3 separate regions of the Hordeum vulgare genome follow, and all the other regions are linked to region 1. A link is a contact called in public Hi-C data. All regions are on one chromosome and are shown on one strand. Each heading gives the region's core, a stretch centred on a gene start, on an enhancer-like site or on the middle of the called end of the contact. The rest is flanking DNA. Distances are from core to core; before and after follow the strand shown. Region 1 holds the start of LOC123440764 (serine/threonine-protein kinase TOR). Region 2 holds the start of LOC123440783 (receptor-like protein kinase FERONIA). Region 3 holds the start of LOC123412300.

The links. Hi-C and Micro-C count contacts between places; a contact is called where the count stands out from the background.
Region 2: a Hi-C map of leaf shows a contact between it and region 1, with 3 times the contacts expected there. The contact joins the promoter of LOC123440783 here to the promoter of LOC123440764 in region 1. A contact is called at or near these places in 4 of 6 Hi-C or Micro-C datasets (leaf and seedling) and 1 of 1 datasets of contacts at active chromatin or transcription factors (embryo).
Region 3: a contact with region 1 is called in a Hi-C map of leaf, with 6 times the contacts expected there. The contact joins the promoter of LOC123412300 here to the promoter of LOC123440764 in region 1. A contact is called at or near these places in 3 of 6 Hi-C or Micro-C datasets (leaf and seedling) and 1 of 1 datasets of contacts at active chromatin or transcription factors (embryo).

Annotation. Positions count from the first base shown.
Region 1 is chr1H:406,557,020-406,559,856 of MorexV3_pseudomolecules_assembly, reverse strand. It overlaps LOC123440764 (serine/threonine-protein kinase TOR), which reads left to right and starts at 1,399. Exons shown (of 59, transcript XM_045117316.1): 1 at 1,399-1,520; 2 at 1,758-1,833; 3 at 1,963-2,018; 4 at 2,646-2,837. The coding sequence starts at 1,788. It also overlaps the pseudogene LOC123399709.
Region 2 is chr1H:406,802,944-406,805,780 of MorexV3_pseudomolecules_assembly, reverse strand. LOC123440783 (receptor-like protein kinase FERONIA) reads left to right here and starts at 1,362. Exons shown (of 1, transcript XM_045117334.1): 1 at 1,362-2,837. The coding sequence starts at 1,612.
Region 3 is chr1H:406,775,901-406,778,737 of MorexV3_pseudomolecules_assembly, reverse strand. LOC123412300 reads right to left here and starts at 1,346. Exons shown (of 1, transcript XM_045105259.1): 1 at 301-1,346. The coding sequence starts at 975. The coding sequence ends at 484.

The DNA of each region.
Region 1 (2,837 bases), core at 150-2,649:
ATCACCATGATAGGTCTTCGTGTGCGTAGAATTTTTTTTGTTTCCCATGCAACGTTCCCCAACACACGCACGAGAAACAAAAAAGTTTTATCGCGCCGCAAACCAGATTTTATCGCGCCGCGTGTTGGACGCCGGTTGGAGATGCTCTTAGGTTGTCCTATAGACCGAATAGCCCGTATAGACCGAATTAATAATAGCCCACGCATGCACGAGCGAGATCGCCACACCTCACGCTCAGCCTCGTTGCTTCACGCCCTTACCTCACGATTCACTCCCGTAGTCTCGTTTCCCAATGTCTCACTGTCTCCCACGACAAACCCTAGCCAGCCGCCGACAGCCGCCACTGTGGCCCGATGCTCCATCCCCTGTGAGCCCATGACCTCCGTCGCACCGAGCCGCCACGCTCCCTGAGCCCCTGACCAATGAATCCCGGCAGCCCGAGCCGTGCCCTGGACTGGTGACGCCAACGAGGCCGTCTAGCATCCGAGGCTCCAAGCCGTCAACCGTCATGCCCCGTGCCCCGTGCGTCGTGTCACATCACCAACGCTGACCCTCCCGCGTCTATCCGTCCCGTCTGTTAATCTCGTGCTCCACCTGGCAGCTGAAGGCGAGCAATCTTGACACACACACACACCTTTGTACATACATGTACCTCTCCTCTATGTAATTTTCATACAATTGTTACTGAAAAAAATATAAATCTAAGTTCTAGCAATTAATTTGGTCTCTTTGGTCGGGACCGAAGACCGAATATTGAAGAACCGAAAAGACGGAAATTATTTTAATCTTCACTTATGGAAGACCGAAATTTTTAAATACCAAAAAGACCGGACCGAACAAATCAAATAGACCGAACGTCCAGGGAGACACACGAGAGTGACGCGGAGTGTGAGTGAATTAGGCATTTTCGGTTTGCATTGTCATGTCAACATGATCGGTCAACACAGTCAAAGTCAAAACCACCTCAAATTATGTCCGAAATTACTTTAGTGAAAGATTTATCCGATTTTGCAGATTTGTGGTGTTATAAATAACCAGTTTAAACGTTATATTTAAGGGGAAAACTATACTTTTCTCTAGGAAATTACATATGGACCAGAGTGAAAAATGGCCCAACAAACAGGCTTTACTCGTCCCGACCCATCTCAGCCGGCTAGCCCAACAAACAACGCACGCAGGGACACTCGAACACACGCACCGAGCTCCTGCTGCCCCGGACCTTGGCCGCTCGGCTCCCAAACTCGCCGGCTCGCCGCCTGCCTCGCCGGACGCCGTCGCCCGTCACTGCCTGCCTCGCCGGACGCCGTCGCCCGTCACTGCCTGCCTCGCCATCGCTAGACGCCTAGGAGCCGCCCCTGCTCACCCCGCCCGCTCGGCGCTCGGCGCCATTGCGCCCCCCTGGCGCCCGCGCAAGCGGCGCCTGCCGCCCAGTCCGCTCTCCGCCGACTCCGGCAGTCGGCGGGCAGCAAGCCAGCAACCCTGCCAGGCGGCCAGCGTTTAGCCCGATTTGAGGACTTGAGGTAAGTTGTCCACTGCGGCACTGCTCATTCCCCAATTTCTGATTTAGGGTTTGCTCTTTGCTCTCTATTGCATCAATCAGTTGGAAGAGTCAAGTCTATTGCGTTAACTACAATCAGACTTGCTATCCAGTACATGAATACACAGTCCTGTAAACACATACACATTAATTTTTCTATCCAGTACATGAACATCTGATCAGTGACATAATAATTATTTACCCTGCTTTAAAATCCTAGATCCGCCACTGCTCTGGAGTCGCCGTCGACATGAAGCCCTCGCCGCACTTCCCGGAGATCGGGAAGAAGTCCAAAGGTACTCCCCGTTCCCCAAGTCATGGTTCCACTGTCTCCCTTCCGCTCCCGGATTGTTCCACGCCGTTTTTTCCAGGGATTTCTTTCTCCTCTGTGAGTGGCTAAAAATCAAGCTTCGTTTGGTGTGCAGATTTGATCCCCAAGGACCACAGTTTCAACATTGCAGCCTACATCTCATCTGGAGCGGTTTGTTTCCTACCTTCTCTTTGTTCCGATTTTGAGATTTCGGTGGTGTTGTTTGTGCGGTTAGGCTGGAGCTAGGGTTTTCGGCTGGAGTGGATGAACAGTCATGGGGTCTCATCTTCTTGCCGGAAGCTACTTGGGTCAATTGTTTTGTTGCTTGCGATGGTGCTGCTTGTTGGTGTTGATGTTGATAACGAAAATGGGGGTTTACCTGATCGGGTTATTTTGCTTGTGTTAGTAGTACTGTATGAATTAGCATGACAATAGCATGGAATACTGTCGTTCTATAGCTTCCCATATATATACTTTATTGAGTGGTTGTTTCACGCGCGCAGAGCTGTTGGGCTATCAGATGTACCATGAAATCTAGGAACAGGCGTTGGTCTTATGGTGGAAATAATGCGAAGTTAGTAGTTCCCACATATGGTTTTTGCGTTGATGGCAATGCAACATAGATGTCATTCCTAATTTGGTACTTTTGGGTTTTTTGAGGTTTGGCTCCTTGGATAGTTAACCTCAAGACTCTTTGGTTGTTGATACTGCTTATTCCTTATGTTGACTGGCACCTATCTTCGTATATCGAGCAATATGCTTTTCTAGATTGATACATTTTGTACTCCTCTCTAATAGGATGTTATTGCTGCTGCCCTGCGGAAGCATGTTGAGGAGGAAGCTCGAGATCTCAGTGGTGAAGCTTTTCTTAGGTTTATGGATCAGCTATATGAGCAGATATCTAGTTTATTGCAAAGCAACGATGTTTCTGAAAATTTGCTGGCTCTCCGTGCTATCGATGCATTGATTGATATGCCCTTCGGAGAAGGT
Region 2 (2,837 bases), core at 113-2,612, 250 kb before region 1:
TGAAACCATTTCACGATCTGACCCTTTTAGAAACGCCACAAGTCATGGCGTTGCTGCCCCACTATGCAACGCCTGTCTACCGTGACGTTGCTGCCCTACAGTGATACGCCTGTCTACCGTGACGTTTTTTTTTTTTGCAACGCCAGTCTACCGTGGCGTTGCAGACCCACTGTGAAACGTCAACAGTGTTGGCGTTGCTGCCCTACAGTGACACGCCTGTCTACCGTGGCGTTTTTTTTTGTTGCAACGCCAGTCTAATGTGGCGTTGCAGGCCGATTGTGAAACGCCAACAGTGCTGGCGTTGCAGACCCACTATGGACGCAGCGACGACATCCAGCCAACCCACGGCATGCTGCCAGCAACATGTGTGTTATTGAAACGCCATGGACCATGGCGTTTCACTCGTGGCCTGCAACGCCACATTAGACTGGCGTTTGAGTGGGTCTGCAACGCCACATTAGACTGGCGTTTCTATGTACGTCTGCAACGCCACGGGCTCTGGCGTTTCAAAAAAGGTCGGATCGTGAAATGGTTTCAATCAGAGTTCATTCCGTGAAATACTTTCATCCCATGGGTCAAAATCGTGAAAAAATCCAACGAACGCCAACGGATAAAATGAATCGCCCCATTAAAATTGCTCTTAGGGCATGACCAACGCTCCAGCTTGGACCGCTGCCCCGTTGATCCACGTTGGAGGACCTGCTGACGTGGAGGAGAAAGGGAAAAAGACTGATGCTTGCAGATCGAGACGGGATCTTGCAGAAGAGGCTGCTTCCTCACCGTAATAAAGTGTTAGAAAGGTAAAAAAAAGAAAGGAAAGAGCGAAAGAGAACGGGAAGACGGCGGTAGAACTGGAAAAGGCACAAGCGGGAAAGGACGTGGGGCACCCGAGGTGATGCTGCTTCGGTTGGACAGAAACTATTCATACGATGGCCCCGCAGTTTTTTTTCATGCGTGAAGGTTGAAACCACAACATTCTAGCGCCTCCATAGTTTATGCCCTTATGTCCTTTCAATGACTACATTGCAGTAAAAATTACCTTTACGAATAAATAGGAAATACGTACCTTTACAAGAAAAAGGGTCATTGTCATCATCTTGACAGTCGAGATGGGAACGCAGGCGCTGCGCAGGTCAAACCGTCAAAATGACCGGGATCTCTTGACGAGACGGTGCACGTCGCGACCCCTAACCCATGTTAGCGGGGCCCACACCTGCCCTCCTCCTCCCGCCGCGTCGCCCTCTCGCTTTCTCTCGGCACTGATTGCGCCGACCCCGTCGCTGGTGGGTCCCCTCGCCCCGTTGCCCCGTTCCGTGTTGGCTCGGCTGGCTCACAGCTTGCATTTGGCAGCGGCAGCAGCCTTCCTCAGCCGCGCCCCCTGCTGGCTGGCCACCGCGTCCTCCACCACTGACCCCCCCCGCTTAATGCCGCGCCCGTAGTCCCCGAAACCACTCCCACCTTCTTCCTCGACCCCTCTCTCCTCCCCACCACCACCGCGGCCGCCATCTCCCGCACCCGCACGCAAATCTGCCCCAGATCGGCGCCGGGAGAGCCGTTTGATGGGCGATCTGTGAGCCGCGAGCTAACGCAGAGCTACACGCAGCTCGCGCCATGAGAGGAGGCCCGAGATGCGCGCTCCTCCTGCTGCTCCTCGCCGCTTGCGCGGCGCTCGTCCCCGCGGCGTGGGCGCAGGGAGGGGGCGACGCGCCCGCGCCCGCGGCCCCGTTCGTGCCGCGGGACGACATCCTGCTCGACTGCGGCGCCACGGGGAAGGGGGACGACACGGACGGCCGGCAGTGGGCCGGCGACGCCGGCTCCAAGTACGCGCCGCCGAACCTCGCCTCGGCCGCCGCGGGGGCGCAGGACCCCTCGGTGCCGCAGGTGCCCTACCTCACCGCGCGGGTCTCCGCGGCGCCCTTCACCTACTCCTTCCCGCTCGGCCCCGGCCGCAAGTTCCTCCGCCTGCACTTCTACCCGGCCAACTACTCCGACCGGAACGCCGCCGACGCCTTCTTCTCCGTCTCCGTCCCGGCCGCCAAGGTCACGCTCCTCTCCAACTTCAGCGCCTACCAGACCACAACGGCGCTCAACTTCGCCTACATCGTCCGGGAGTTCTCCGTCAACGTCACCGGCCCGACCCTCGACCTCACCTTCACCCCGGAGAAGGCCCGCCGCAACGCCTACGCCTTCATCAACGGCATCGAGGTCGTCTCCTCCCCAGATCTCTTTGACCTCGCCACACCCTTCTTCGTCACCGGCGACGCCAACAACCAGCCATTCCCGATGGATCCCGGTGCTGCTCTGCAGACCATGTACCGGCTCAACGTCGGAGGCCAGGCGATCTCCCCCTCCAAGGACTCCGGCGGGGCTCGGTCGTGGGACGACGACACGCCTTACATTTACGGTGCAGGGGCTGGGGTATCCTACCCGAACGATCCCAATATCACAATCACCTACCCCGACAATGTGCCGGGATATGTGGCGCCTCTGGATGTCTATGCCACGGCGCGATCAATGGGGCCTGACAAGGATGTGAACTTGGCCTACAATCTCACCTGGATAGTGCAGGTGGATGCTGGGTTCACATACCTTGTGAGGCTCCATTTCTGTGAGATACAATCCCCAATTACGCTGCCCAATCAGCGGGTGTTCAACATCTACCTCAACAACCAGACTGCCCAGACAGGGGCTGATGTGATCCAGTGGGTGGATCCCAAAAGTATTGGTACTCCAGTGTACAAGGACTATGTGGTCAGCACCGTGGGTTCAGGGATTATGGATTTCTGGGTGGCTCTACATCCGGATACAGGGAACAAGCCACAGTACTATGATGCCAT
Region 3 (2,837 bases), core at 97-2,596, 220 kb before region 1:
GCTAGTACCCTCAACAGCATCAATTCTATAAGCTCAAAAGTTGCGCGTTCTCCGCTTCCTGATTCTTCATTCTTGCACACTAATTCTGTTACCATCCACGCTTAATTATATGCAACTAACCACAAAGCCGCCGCTTGAGACCAGACGCCTTGTTTCTAAAACTATTCCAACAACATCCTGCGGATTTCAGTAAATTTAGCCGACAGTAGAGCCTGCTTCCGTGGATTTCGCGCTAGTTTTACGGATTAAAATTCGGAAGAGAACGAGAAAGAAGAAGAAGAAGAAACTGAAGAGGACTTATCAATCCTGTAACAGTAGACCATTTTGCAAATTGCAGCAAAGACGTAGTACCACAGAGCTTCTACCATACACGCTAGACAGGAGCACACTTCGCATGTTGTGCGCGGCGAAACAGAGGTGCAAACTGCGTGACAAGCCAGCGTCCGCGCCGCGCGGATCGGCGGCCGATGGGCGGGCGGGCTGTCAGGCCACCGTGGCCGCGGCCGGCATCGCCATCGGGGCGGGGCCGACCACCAGCGCGGCGTCGCCGGAGAGAGGGATGACGCCGCCGCGCGCCAGGATGGACCGGTACATCTCCACCAGCACCTTCTCGTCGTACTCCTTGAGCGGCCGCGGCCGCGCGAAGGGCTCGGCGCCGGCGCAGAAGGGGGCGGAGCCGTACCCCACGGCGGCGGAGGACGCGAGCCGGAGCATCGCGCTCACGTACGCGTCCCGGAGCCGCGCCAGCAGCCGCCGCGGCGAGAGCGCGCGCAGGAGCCGCCGCCCGAGGCCGCGGCGCCGGACGCGCCACCCGCGCCGCCGCCCCGCGGTCGCCGGCTCCCCGGCGCCGAGCTCGGCCTTGGCGAGGGGCGGGCGGCGCTGCGCGGCGGCCGCGTCCAGGCGGTCGTACCCGCGGTGCTTCCAGTAGGCCTTGATGCCGCCCTTGCGGGTGCTGGTGGCGGAGGCGCCGGCCATGGCTGCTCTCGGGCTTCTTGGTTCCGTGGAGCCGCGGATGGCTGGCCTCTCGGTGCCCTGATCTCGCGTGGTGTACGAAAATGGTGGGTGGTTTGTAATGGCAGGGGGTGTGTATGTTCTACTAGCTGCCCTGCACTTATACCTGTGTCATCACAGAGCTAGTAGTGTTTTTCTTTTCCTTCTTATTCTGGAGTACTACTCACCAAGTCACGATGCCTCTGTAGATTCTAGATTACTGGGGTTTAACCTTATCTCAGATTGTACTGTGCTACTACAGTAGTACTACTAACTTACGGCGTTCAGCGCATCATTTAATTTCTCTTCTTGTTTCAAGGAAAATCGCCATCTCGTGCAAAGGACAAAAAGTATTCCATACACGAGTTTTTTTTTTTGAACACCGAGTACAATGCACTTCCACCACCACACACGCATGTACTCGCACCATATCTACTTGAAAATGCAGCTGAAGGTCTCAAATCTGGGTTCTGATTTCCGATGGCTAAGTGTGCGGGCGAAGTTTGTCTTCTTACAAGTAACCTTCCTCTCTTGCAAAATTTGGACAGAAATTAACATGACTGCAAGCTTGCTTGACCCCGGTTTTTCTTTTTGTTTTTTTGCTTGACTCCATTAAGTGGCGTGGTCGCCATCACAATTAATCAGCCGGACAATTTCGTTATACGTCATGCATGGCGCCCGTTAACATCAAGTTATCGACTATAGTTTCCGTACAGAATTAGGCATTTCTGTTTTGCCTGCTTTACTTGGAAAGTAATTTTCGTTATTGGTTTGCCTTTGGTTTTCTTCATTTTTACCCGTTTGACATTGATGTTAGCCTTTGTTTGATATTAATGAATAATCAATAAGTCATGGTTGTGTTTATCAATTTTGAAAAATAGTGGTTTGCCTTTACTAACTCTTCCACCTCTTCATTTATCTTATTTCCTTCGTTTCTAAATATAAGACTTTTTAAAGATTTTACTATGCACTACATACGAATGTATATAGACATATTTTTAAGTATAGATTCATTCATTTTGCTTCTTATGAGGTCTATAGTAAATTTTTTTTAAAGATCTTGTATTTAGGAACGAAAGGAGTACATGGCATGTCTAAGAAAGCACCATTGTACATGTCTAGGGATCCTCACACATCTTATGTTAAATGTTAAAATGTTCATGGAAAAGCATAAATAACCTTGCTTAGTCATCGCGAATGACGGACCATACTGTTAGGCTGCTATGCTAGAAGTGGTTTTTATTATTAATGCAATGGTGGTCGCCATCATAATTAACTAGGCCACTTATTCCGTTAGCACGTCATTCATGATGCGGCTTATATCCAATCTGGGGCTGACGTGTTGAGATTAGGCTGTTCGGTGGTACTGTGCATGGATGGTAAGCCGATACCTTGTACTGCACGCATGCATCATTGTGTCTTTCATAGCATCTACTCAAAAAAAAAAAAAAAGCTACGGACGTGCCTGAATGTATTCGTAGACACTGATCAGATACTCCTCACTTAAATCTCTTCGCATCTGAACATATCATATATGAAATCTTAAAACCATACAAAACTTTTAAAGAAAATTATATACATAGTATATAGATTAATTAATTCACAACTACGCTACTTATTTTGTTAGAGATGTCTACTATCGTTGTGCCGGTTTTCGGGTATATGACGGTGGACTCAACTATCACTCCTGCTCTGCATCCGCCTCGATATTCACCTCCACCTTCGCTTCCACCTCATCAAAAAGCGTGCCGTTCTCTGTCTATTGTTGTGAGATAAAGCGTTGGTTGAACTTCACGCACGTCTCATCTTGGATGGACTAATGGTTGTCTCCGCCATGGCCTCCTTCA